Regions from separate parts of the Gossypium hirsutum genome. Here region 2 is linked to region 1. A link is a contact called in public Hi-C data. All regions are on one chromosome and are shown on one strand. The core of a region is the stretch at or near the end of the contact, and the rest is flanking DNA. Distances in the headings are between cores, read along the strand shown. Region 1 has its middle 22 kb from the start of LOC121213409. Region 2 holds the start of LOC107895060.

Evidence for each region. Hi-C and Micro-C count contacts between places; a contact is called where the count stands out from the background.
Region 2: a contact with region 1 is called in a Hi-C map of leaf, with 2.5 times the contacts expected there. The contact joins the promoter of LOC107895060 here to the enhancer-like site in region 1. A contact is called at or near these places in 2 of 34 Hi-C or Micro-C datasets (both in leaf).

What each region holds. Positions count from the first base shown.
Region 1 is chrA13:82,037,145-82,042,829 of Gossypium_hirsutum_v2.1, reverse strand. No RefSeq gene overlaps it. Among protein-coding and RNA genes, the nearest start is that of LOC121213409, 22 kb to the left of the region's middle. Within about 2 kb of position 3,114, at least 9 of the 9 cell types and tissues checked have an H3K27ac peak or open chromatin away from gene starts, as enhancers often do. A contact at or near this core is called in leaf, where this site is marked.
Region 2 is chrA13:82,616,911-82,622,595 of Gossypium_hirsutum_v2.1, reverse strand. LOC107895060 reads right to left here and starts at 2,561. Exons shown (of 3, transcript XM_016820260.2): 1 at 2,058-2,561; 2 at 269-506; 3 at 1-188. The coding sequence starts at 2,336.

The DNA.
Region 1 (5,685 bases), core at 1,865-4,364:
TCCACTTGGAGCTTCATGCGAGTTTGAGCCTTTTTCAAATTGTGTTTCAAGAGTTTCAAGAGTTTGTCTCTTTCCAAGAGTTCCTGAGCTAGCTACCCATTGGAAGAGCTACCTTCCAAATATGTTAGGATGGTAGGAGGTTCGCGACCATACAATGCCTGAAAAGGTGTCATGCCAACAGATGTTTGAACGCTGTATTATACCAATACTCCACCCAAGCTAAAAATCTCTCCCATTCACTAGGATCATCCCCCGTCATGCAGCGTAAATACATTTCTAGGCAACGATTTAACGCTTCCATTTGACCATCGGATTGGGGGTGGTAGGTAGAACTAAAACATAATTTTGTTCCTTGTAATTTGGCCAATTCTGTCCAGAATTCACTCAGAAAAATATGATCTCTGTCACTCTCAATTGTTTGTGGGATACCATGTAATTTAACCACTCCTTGCATAACAACACGAGCAATATAGGCACTATCAAAATGTCAAGGCAAAGCAAAAAAATGACCGTACTTTGTAAGACGATCCACGACCACCATAATAGCTTCTTTATGATTAGACATATGCAATCCAACAATGAAATCCATAGATATATCTTCAAATACTTCGGAAGGAATAGGAAGAGGCTGAAGCAAACTTGTTGGAGCAAACCTGCTGGCGATAAATTGTCACTCTTCATACATTGACATTCTTGACAATTAAGAACAAAACGGCGAACATTCTGACGCATTCCTTTCCAATAAAACCCAGCAGAAAAACAATGGAAGGTCCTTGTAATTCCAGCATGACCCCCCAACACTGAACTATGAAATTCACGCAAAAACAAGGTGCGCAAGGCTGTCTCGTTAGGAACCAGAACACGCTCCTGGAATAAACTTAAACCATCTTTGTCATCATATCCAACTAAAGTAGTGGCACCTTGTTGTAAACTAGCTCGAAGCAATTGTATTTAGCCATCGGCGAGTGTTGCTGCACGAATTGCTTCAATAATCCCCAAAATAGGCCGAGAGAGAGCAATAAAACTAGCCAATGTTTCGCACGACAAGGCATCCGCGACCGTATTTTGTTTCCCTAGATGATAGTAAATGTCAAAATCATACAGACCAATTTGGAGAGCCATCGTTGATGTTCCGGGGTCTGTATGGTCTGCTGGTTTAATTCACATAGGGCATGTTGGTCCGTAAGAATACTGAATTTACGACCCATCAAATATTGGCGTTATTTGCCCACCGCTTGTGTTATCGCATACATTTCGCAAGAGTAGGTCGAGGAATTCTACAAACGAGGGCATAATTTCTGACTAAAATAGGCCAAAGGTCTACCCTCCTGAATGAGAACAACCCCGATACCTGATGCGTCTGTTTTGACCTGAAATTCTTTATCGAACTGAGGCAGACCCAGCACCAGAGCAGAACAAAGACATGTTTTAAGGTGCTCTAGTGCCGTTTGAGCAGCAGGAGTCCACTCGAAAGGGTGATCTTTTCATAACAAGTCCGAGATCAGAGCAACGATGGAAGCAAAACCTTTTATAAAGCATTGGTAGTACCCTATAATACCAAGAAAGCTACAGACTTCCCGTAATGTTGTGGGGACAGGCCAATCACGTATCGCCTTGATTTTAGCCGGATCAACAGCTAAACCCTCCCTTGAAATGATATGTCCCAAATACTCAACTGTAGGTTGCCCAAATGTGCATTTGCTTCGCTTGGCAACAAATCCAGTCTCCTGCAATCGTAAGAGGACTTGCCGAACATGCTCCAAATGGTCCTGCCACTAACGACTGTAAACTAGTATATCATCGAGAAAGATCATCACAAATTTGCTTTAAAATGGGCAAAAAATATCATTCATCGTAGCCTGAAAAGTAGATAGAGCATTGGTCAAGCCAAAAGGCATGACAAGAAATTCGTAGTGGCCCTCGTGTGTGCAAAGTGCAGTTTTGTGAACATCGGCAGCCTAAACTCTAATTTGGTGGTAGCTAGCAAGCAAATCAAGCTTTGAGAAAAACTGAGAGTTGCCCAACTCGTCAAACAATTCATCGGCCGTTGGAATACTTGTCTTTGACTGTGACGGTGTTCAACGCTCTATAATCCACATAGAATCACCACGTGCCATCCTTTTTCTTGAAGAGGATGACCGGAGAAGAAAATAGACTAGTGCTCCGACGGATTAAGTTCTAATCCAACATCTGTTGAACTTGGCGTTTGACCTCTGCTTTTTGGAAATATGGATAACGATAAGGGTGAACATTGACTAGCTTTACATCTGGTTGGAGATGTATGGCGTGGTCATTTTGTCGAGTAGGTGGAAGGCCCTGAGGGGGAACAAATATTGACTCAAACTCTTCCAAGAGAGCTACCATGTCAGTCGACTCAACCGAAGGCTCAACCAATGGTGTTTGTTGAAGATGCAACAGATAACACGTGGCAATGACGTTTGCGTCAGCCATCCGACAAAGAGACTGCATATGAACCTGTTAAGGAACTGAACTAGACTCACCCAACCAATGAATGTCGATGGTGCCTTGTCGAAATTGAAACGATAATTTGGAGAAATCCATTATTATTAAACCCAAAGTAACTAGCGACGCGACCCCAAGAACCAATTTGGTACCTTCCAAGGGAATCACATAAAAGTCTATCACAATTTCAGTCCCTTGAACACGTAAACGAAGATCCTTGATACACCCCCCATTCTACAGTTTTTGACTATTGCCTACCATGACTCTAAAATTAGAAGTAGATGTAATCGAAAGTCTCAAATGCTTAGCCACGCGAGACTGAAGATAGAATTATGCGTATTACCGCCGTCGATGAGAATTTGAACCTGATGACCAGAAATGTTCCCTACGACTCAAAAGGTATTAGGGTGAATACAACCTGCCAAGACATTCAAGAAAACCAAGGATTGATCCTGACCAGATTCATCAATGTCATCACCGTCCCAGGTAACAATGAGTTGTGGTGGTTGTGGTAGAGTTGAAACAACGGATGTGCCTTCATCATCCAAAAGAAATAGTTGAGGGTCTTGAATTTATGCCCAGGCATATACTTGGCATCATAGTAATAACACAGCCCCTTTTCACAGCGTGCTTAAGCTTCAGCCGAAGAAATATGTCGAGGCATTGGAATAGTGGAAATTGCTGGATTGGGTTGATCTACTGGAGGGGGACAGCCCGGTTGAAACTTAGGCCCAGTAACAACTAGATTGGGAGTGGGTAATAATGGTGGTAGCTTGTTGGAGGAGGCCCGACCCAATTGCCGTTTATCGTGTAAACGAGCTTCCTAAAATCAAGAAAGTGCCTGAACCTTGATCATAGAAGAAGAACAATGACTAAACACCTCATTCTTGATATCTTCCTGCAAGCCTGATATAAAGCAGTGCATTAAAAACTAATCGGATAAATTATGAGTACGTAAAGCTAAATCCTCAAACTAAGATTGATAATCCTCCACTGTCGTTGTTTGAGTCAGTTTGGATAATTGTCCCGTTGGTGATTCAATTTCCAAAACAATGAATCGCTTTCTAATCGAGTCAACCAAGTGATTCCACCCGGCCAGATGCCATCGGTATTACATCCACCGAAACCATTTGTTCGCCGTGCAATCCATTTCGAAAGAAGCCATAGTGACGCGGTGATGGTCTTCCATACCGTAGAACTCAAAGAAATCATGGGCCGATGCTAACCATTCCTCTGGATCTTTCCCAGTAAACAAAGGAAGTTCCACTTGAACAAGTTTTGGAGCAAAGGGAAAAACATCATCTGAATTGGCGCGAACCTTTACCTTTCCCCGCACCACACTGTTATCGATGGTGACGTCGCTTCCTCTTGATGTAATTGCCGAGATTCCCAACTGGGCAGAGATGGCGTGTAACTAACTGGGCATATCCTGAAGTGTGAGTTGGGTAGTTGCGTTCCATTGTTCCTGAGTCGTAACATGATTTTGTAACAAGGTGAGAACCTTGTCATGGTGAATTGTAGAGTCTTAAAGGGCTTTAATGGATTCAGAATGATTCACCATGAAGAATATCAATGAAAGCACCAATTTGTTATGATCAGATTTGAAAAAAAATAGTGTAGAAATTGAAAGAATTAGATGAGGAAGAAAAAAGCTTAGATTTCAATGAAAAGAGTAAATTTAGGTTTTTTCATATGCCCTCAGGGCTTACACACGCGTCTTATTTATAGGTTGTTCCTTAAGATAGGACAAAATCCATTAGAGAGGTTGGAATTCTTCTTTCCCTCTTGCTCCTGCGTGGTTCCACTTAACTTGGCTCATCCACCTGTCCTGTATTCTTAGTAGCAAGTGTGACAAAATCCTGCAACTCCAAAAAATAAAAAAATCAATGCGAGCAATCAACGAGGATGGAGGTTTCTTAACCTAGCCCTCAGCCTCAAATCCATCCCTTCATCGTCTCACAAGCTAATTTGCTACTTCATTAGCTGTACGTCTCACCTTTGACAACTGAACCTTGTAACATTTAGAAACTAAATCATCAAAATCCGCAAGTGAAGGTCTAAGCTGCCATCATATTCATCAATTGCCATTATTGACTCAGACTCTAAAATAATATCTTTATTGCCATGTTCCACAGCTACTAACAACCCTTTCTCACAGCCATCGTTTCAACAATTAAAGCATCATCAACACAACCTTCATGTTCTGTAGCATGAGTCAAGAATAAAATAGAAAATAGAAATTATTAGTGTTAATAGAGAAGACAGTTGGATGTAGGAAGAAATTGAAAAGACTCCTATTGAGAAATAAATCTGAGATATTCTTTAAATTGTAACGATGATAGGTCAAAGTAAAATTAAGTAAAAGTTGAGGGGTTAAAGTGAAAATTTCAAAACATTGAAGGACTAAAAGTGCAAAGGTGGAAAGGATCAATGTGTAAAATAAATTAATAATTAAGGATTAAATTAAATAAGTGGATCAATATAAAGGGGTTAAATCATAATTTTATCAAATTAAATGATAATTAAAAGAGAGAATTGTAAATAGTATTGAAAAGTAAAATAGTCATTTCCCAATTAAAATAATTATGATTAAACATTATGATAATTATGAATATTGTTAATCTTAATTTTATCAAATTAAGTGATAATTAAAGGAAGGAAATATAGAGAATATTGAAAGATAAATTAGTCATTTCTCAATTAGAATAATTATGAATATTTTTATTAGATTTTGATTAGTTAAGATTATTTTAATATTATTTTATTTTTGATATTTTATTAATTAATTAAATTTTAAAAAATAAAAAAATGATAGAAAATTTCTTTCTTTCTTAGCCTTGTCGTCCATATTTTTTATGAAGAGAGAGTTTTCTTTTCTTTGTAATTTGATCCTTTTCATCAAAACTCATTATTTTCATCTAGAAATTAAAAGAATTTTCATAGCCACTAAGAAGGAAAAATGGTGAAAAGATGGTAAACATCAATATCAATTTGGATCCAAGAAACAAAGAATTGGAGGAGAGAGAAAATAAAGCTAAGGCAAGATATCAAGAGAACAATGTAAGAAATTCAAGTATTTCTTATATAATTCATTTTTAGTTAAAGTAGTGACATGAGAAAGTGATTTTAGTGTGAGTTTTGATTATGAATTTTATGTTTTCATGAAGTAGAAAAAGAGAAGAAACGATGGAAGTATTGGAAGCAAAGTAAAGGTGATGAATG
Region 2 (5,685 bases), core at 1,312-3,811, 580 kb before region 1:
TCCCACGATAGGGTTGAGGTACTCAGTTTTGCCTACGTAACACAACGGTAATTTGTCTACCAGTTTCATGTACTCGTCGCATGCTTTCGCGATCTCGAATTGGTCCCTGAATTCCAATTCGATTACAAGTGGGATTTGCTTCTTTCGCCCTTGTGTGCTTGCCATCACCTCGATGTATTCATGTGACCCTAATGAATAAATCCTGAATCTTCAGTTTCACACGAAAAACAACATAAACACGACACGAATAATTTAAAGAAAACCAAACCTGCGGGATAGTTTTTGGTGTGTTTCCACTTAGAAACACAGAGAGTGGCCTTAAGGCCTTTGTGACAAAGCAGATTTATAACTCTCTTGCGCAAGCAGTTGATGCAACCAATATCAAAGCTTAAGGTTTGATATTGATTAATGCAGCTACAAAACTCCGTCTCTTTGGCTTCCTCTATTATTCCATTAACTTCTTGCCGTAACTTGGAACCTATTAACATATAACGCTCTAGTATTTCCTGGAAGGCAACTCTAATTTCAGACTGAATCCGATATTCGATTTTTAACATGACATCTTCATGCAACTTTCAAGAAATGAAATCTAATGCAAAGCTAGGAATTTTTTGTTTTAGCATCCATATATAATCATTTAAATTCAGAGAAATCAAAATAAGATACTAAGACCACTGCTTCACCCTGAATAATTTTATTATTTGAATTCAATATCTCTCACAACTTTATTTATTCTCATACCCACTTTTTAATTATAGCCAAGACTTTGCTTCCAACTTAGGTGATATCAGTTCAACCCCCTCCCTCTCTCAATATTATAATCATAAAAAATTTAATTATGTACTCAATATTTAAAAAAGTAAAAATAAAAATTAAGTATAGTCTATTTTGGCCATTTTTAGTGTTTGTACATTTTTTTAATTTTATAATTTTAATCTTGATCAAATGGTAACTGTTAAATTTTGTTAAGTTAAATTCTACTATTTTTAAAATCTTATACGACAAACACATAATCACATGTATAATGTCATGTCAATTTTTTGTTTTCATATATTATTTATTTATAAAAAAACATGTTACTTTAATTAATGGATTTGATGAGTACCATATAAATTAGAACTAGAATTTTTTATTTTAAAATATAAAGGCTAAAAATGATCAAATTGAATAATAAAGACTAAATCAACAACTTACATATTATTTGGATTAGGACTAAAATTTTAAAATTTGAAAAATATAAAAACTAAAATTGACTGAAAATTTTAACCTAAATAACAATAATGGTTTTTATCAGTTCAAACTTTATATACAGCATTACATATATAAATTAGTAATTATTAGGCTGGATTTCTGTTTTGGATGAATATAAGGCTGGAGTTGAATGAATAAAAGAATATCATCCATTCATAAAAAGGGGATCACATTAGTAACCAAACATGTGGATTAATTAGAATCATTCATTTGAAAAACAAGCACACCATAATCCAACCACAAATTTAATAATTTAGATTATCAGTAATTTAAAAAATAAGAGAAAAGAAAATCAAGCTTTTAATGGAAGTAAATTAAGGGTCGTATAAATTTTCGTGGTTCGTAGATACACCTATCAATTGCTTAGGTTTATTCCTGTGAATTGAAAGCTACTCCATTATTTGTCTGCTATTTCAGATTTTTCATCACTTGAAACCATTACCAGGAAAATAATATCATGATATCATTTTGAAAAAAAAGCCCCACACTAAAATACAATATTTTCATTTTCACACTTAATATTATTTTACTACTTTCAAACATTATAATTTATAATTCGATTCTTTTTAGAAATTTATAATTTAATTCGTACTCATCTGCCTATTTATCTATCTATTTATATTCAATTTATTGATTAATTTGTATTAAAGAAGAGAGTGTGAATAGAATATGAAAGAGTTTTATTAGATTTGTGTTTTAACATTCATAGATGACGATATTCACCATTATTTCTTTACATTAACAACAATCTGATTAAAAAGAAATTATTTAAATTGTATGATGATAAAAGAGAGATAGAAATGTACCTGAAGCAAGGCCTGCTGGGATTCCCAGTAAAGGGTGTGTTGGATAGAATCATTGGATTCATTACCATCTGATCCATAGCCATCGGTTGTTGCATCATTAACACAACTACCATCTGATTCGGCAAAATCATTGTACAAAAACTCTGAAACTTTCTCTTCAAGGCTTTTATTATTATAATTATTATTAAGCCCAGGTTTTTGACGAGCATGATCGTGATCACGATGCTGATGGCCATTCAATTTCTGATCAAGAGCCTTCTCTTCTATGAGCTTACCCATAATCTCCTTTTCTAACCACAATTGAAAAACTAAACTAAAAATGAAGAAAGAGGAGAAAGAGAGAGAGAAAGAAAGAAAAAAACAACAACAACAACAGAAGAAAAGGCTCTTGCACAAAATATCCAACACGAGGAAGGCATGTATATATATTACCTTACATTAATGCCACATCAGCTTCAATAACATACATATTGTTTGTATTCTTGTTGGTTCGCACATTCAGTTTGCACATTCGGTTGTAATGTGCACAATATTTATTAATAATAAAATATATTTTTTTATGCATATTAATTTTATCAGCTTGAATACATCTCAAAAATCATTGAAATGAGTGTATTTATAAAAAAAATTATTTTTTAAAATTTAGTAAAATAATACACTAAACGCATTTCTTTTAAAATGATAATTAAATAATTTTTAATTAATAGCAATAAATCAATACCCATTATTAACAGAATCAATTTATGATTATTTAATTGTTTTCGGACAATTTTCTTAAAAATATAAAATTACTTAAATTCTACAATCTAATTTTATGCTTGGTTATGCTCTGCTTTGTCTTTTATTCAGATATCCAAGTTTTTTTTTTCCACTTTTAAACAAGTAATTTCCATATATTATAAACTTTATTTCCTTTTAATAATTTATATCATTTTAATTTTTTATAAAAAATTTCCATTTTATTCATATTTAAATGCAATCATGTTTCTTAAATTTGTTGTTTTTTTACCGGAAACGCCCATTCCTAAATAACCCTTTTAACTTAGCATGGACACCAATACCTCCATATATTTAGTCTCGTTTTCTCTTTCCCTCTGGTTTGGGTATTCAAAAGTTACCTCCATATAAAGTGTTTCGGATTTAAATTGGGTTATACTTAACTTTTTGAGATAATTTTTTCTAGTATTATTTTCTTTAATCATAAGCTCCGAATCGAAAATCTTATCTAAAAAAATTAAATTTCTTATTATTAAATTTAAGATATATCTTTTTACCCTCAACTTATATACAAATAATCCAAAAAATTAAAGATATTGTAGCAGAGAAGATTAAATTAATGATACAAAACTGAAAGAAGAAAAATCCAAAGTGAGACAAAGAAAAAAAAATGAAATATGTAAATTAAAGAAACCACAAAGATGGGTGGACCAAACTTTTCTTTCTCCTCTAATAGTCACAAAAATCTTGTTTTATCTCCTACACTTTCATAGCATACTCCCAAGTATAAACCTACAATATTGCATGTTTATAGCACTATACATATTGAGGATGGAATTTAAATAGAGCATGCATCATCAAAATTGAAATAATTTTACATCCATACAATGATAATTGAATTTAAATTATTCTTAAAAAATAAAATAGATATCTAACTAATAAAATATAACTTGTACATCTATATTTAATAATTTAATAGGTGAATTTAGTGCAAATAAACTCATAGTTATAATTGCAAGGCCTATGTAACTCAAATCTCTAATTTTACATTCAATTTACTTATTGTATGAGTAAAGTTTTAAATTGTATTACATTCATTAATTTAATTAATGTATTTAACGATGAAATAATTAAATAAATTATTAAAAATTTGTCAAGCATTATTTATATTAATAAAATATGAATATAATGCATAGATTATTAAAATATTATTATAAATATAGAAAAGTTATTTTAATTTTATATTAGTATTATATTTCTTTGTGTATATAACTAAGAACCTATGATGATGTTTACTCTTGTTATTGAAATAGAAAGAAAAAAAAAACCCGAAAATATGATTCTCTTAATAGAGAAGTTTTAATTTTACTCTTTTTGGACGTTTAAGAAGAAAATAGATTGTTTTCGTGATCCATCATAACTGAAAAAGCTAGACGGAAGCATGTTTCGTACTTCTTGTCATTTAAATGTAAGCCTAAATTATATTGGTTACCAGATTGTTTTTATTTTTATAATTTAATTACAAAAATTTTCAATTTCTTTTATATATATATATATATATATGATATTTTGGTCACTTTTCCCCTTAATTCATTTACAGAACATTAGTCTAACTTTTTTCTATTAGCATAATAATAAATTTAGCTCCTAATTTTTACACATTTTGAAAATTTGGTCTTAGTTTTAAAAAAGTTTATACAAATTTAACTCTCAATATTCACACATCCTTTTAATTTAGTCCTAGTTCTAAAAAATTGGAAATAATTTAAAATAAAAAAATTAATTAAAAAATTATTTTTTGATAAATATTTAAAATTCTATAAAAAATCAGAAAAAATATAAAAACAATATTAGAGAAATTTTTAAAAATTAAAAATATATTTGAACAAAAACAATAAATAATGCAATTGAAAAAAAATTACTTCAGTAACAGTACAAAAAGGATATATAGCTATTAGGGAGAGCAACATGATTTTCATATAAAAGTTAAAATTTTCAAGTTGAGGAAATATACTTCACGAATATGACGCTGATTTTTTTCTTCATATTCAAATATGGATTTTGTTATTATTAACAAGTGTTGGATGTAATGGTAAAGTTTATTGTACTCGAGAATTTAATTTCAAACTATAAAGACAACAATGTTGGGAGAAATAGCCACCAACCCCGAAAAGACTAATCTCCACAAACTATAAAATGGACATGAAGGATACTTTGATTACACCAAAAAAGAAATATGGATTTGGCGGTTAATGACATCTCACCTAGAGGCTAAAAAGCCAAATAGATAGACAAGGGATGGAGGTGTTTCCATGTGTCAAAGTTGGTAGCACACTATAGGCCCTTTGAGCGACAAATTAGCCATCGATCCAAAAGCTGTTCAATTATACTAGTTTATCTCTCTTGATTTAAATCAATAGTCAAATTCACATGTTTAATTAAATCAATAATTAAATATTCTTTCAAATTTTAATTATTAAAACAGTTAATTAATTCTAATTAAATAATTTTCAACTCAATTCTAATTTCATTAACACCATAACAACTTTATTGTATTGGAACTTATATGTAAACTTTTTATTATCCAAATAGAATTTGTTGATATAACATACAACAAGGGAAGAGAAGCAAGGAGGAGATCACAATGGTGCAATGGAGATCGGTTTACCTAAAAAGAGAACATGTTGGTTTAAAAGGATGATTGCATAGAGTAATTTTAGGGTATTGAAAGTTCGATCCATTCTTCATCGTTCATCTAGGTATTTATAGAAGAGGTCCTCTTATCCGTTGATATGACGTGGCAGGATATTCATTTAACCCCCACTAAATGCATAAAGGATAATAATGTCATTATATTATGAGACTTTATATATACGAGGTAGTCATGCCTAAATAAAAACCTTATTGCCTT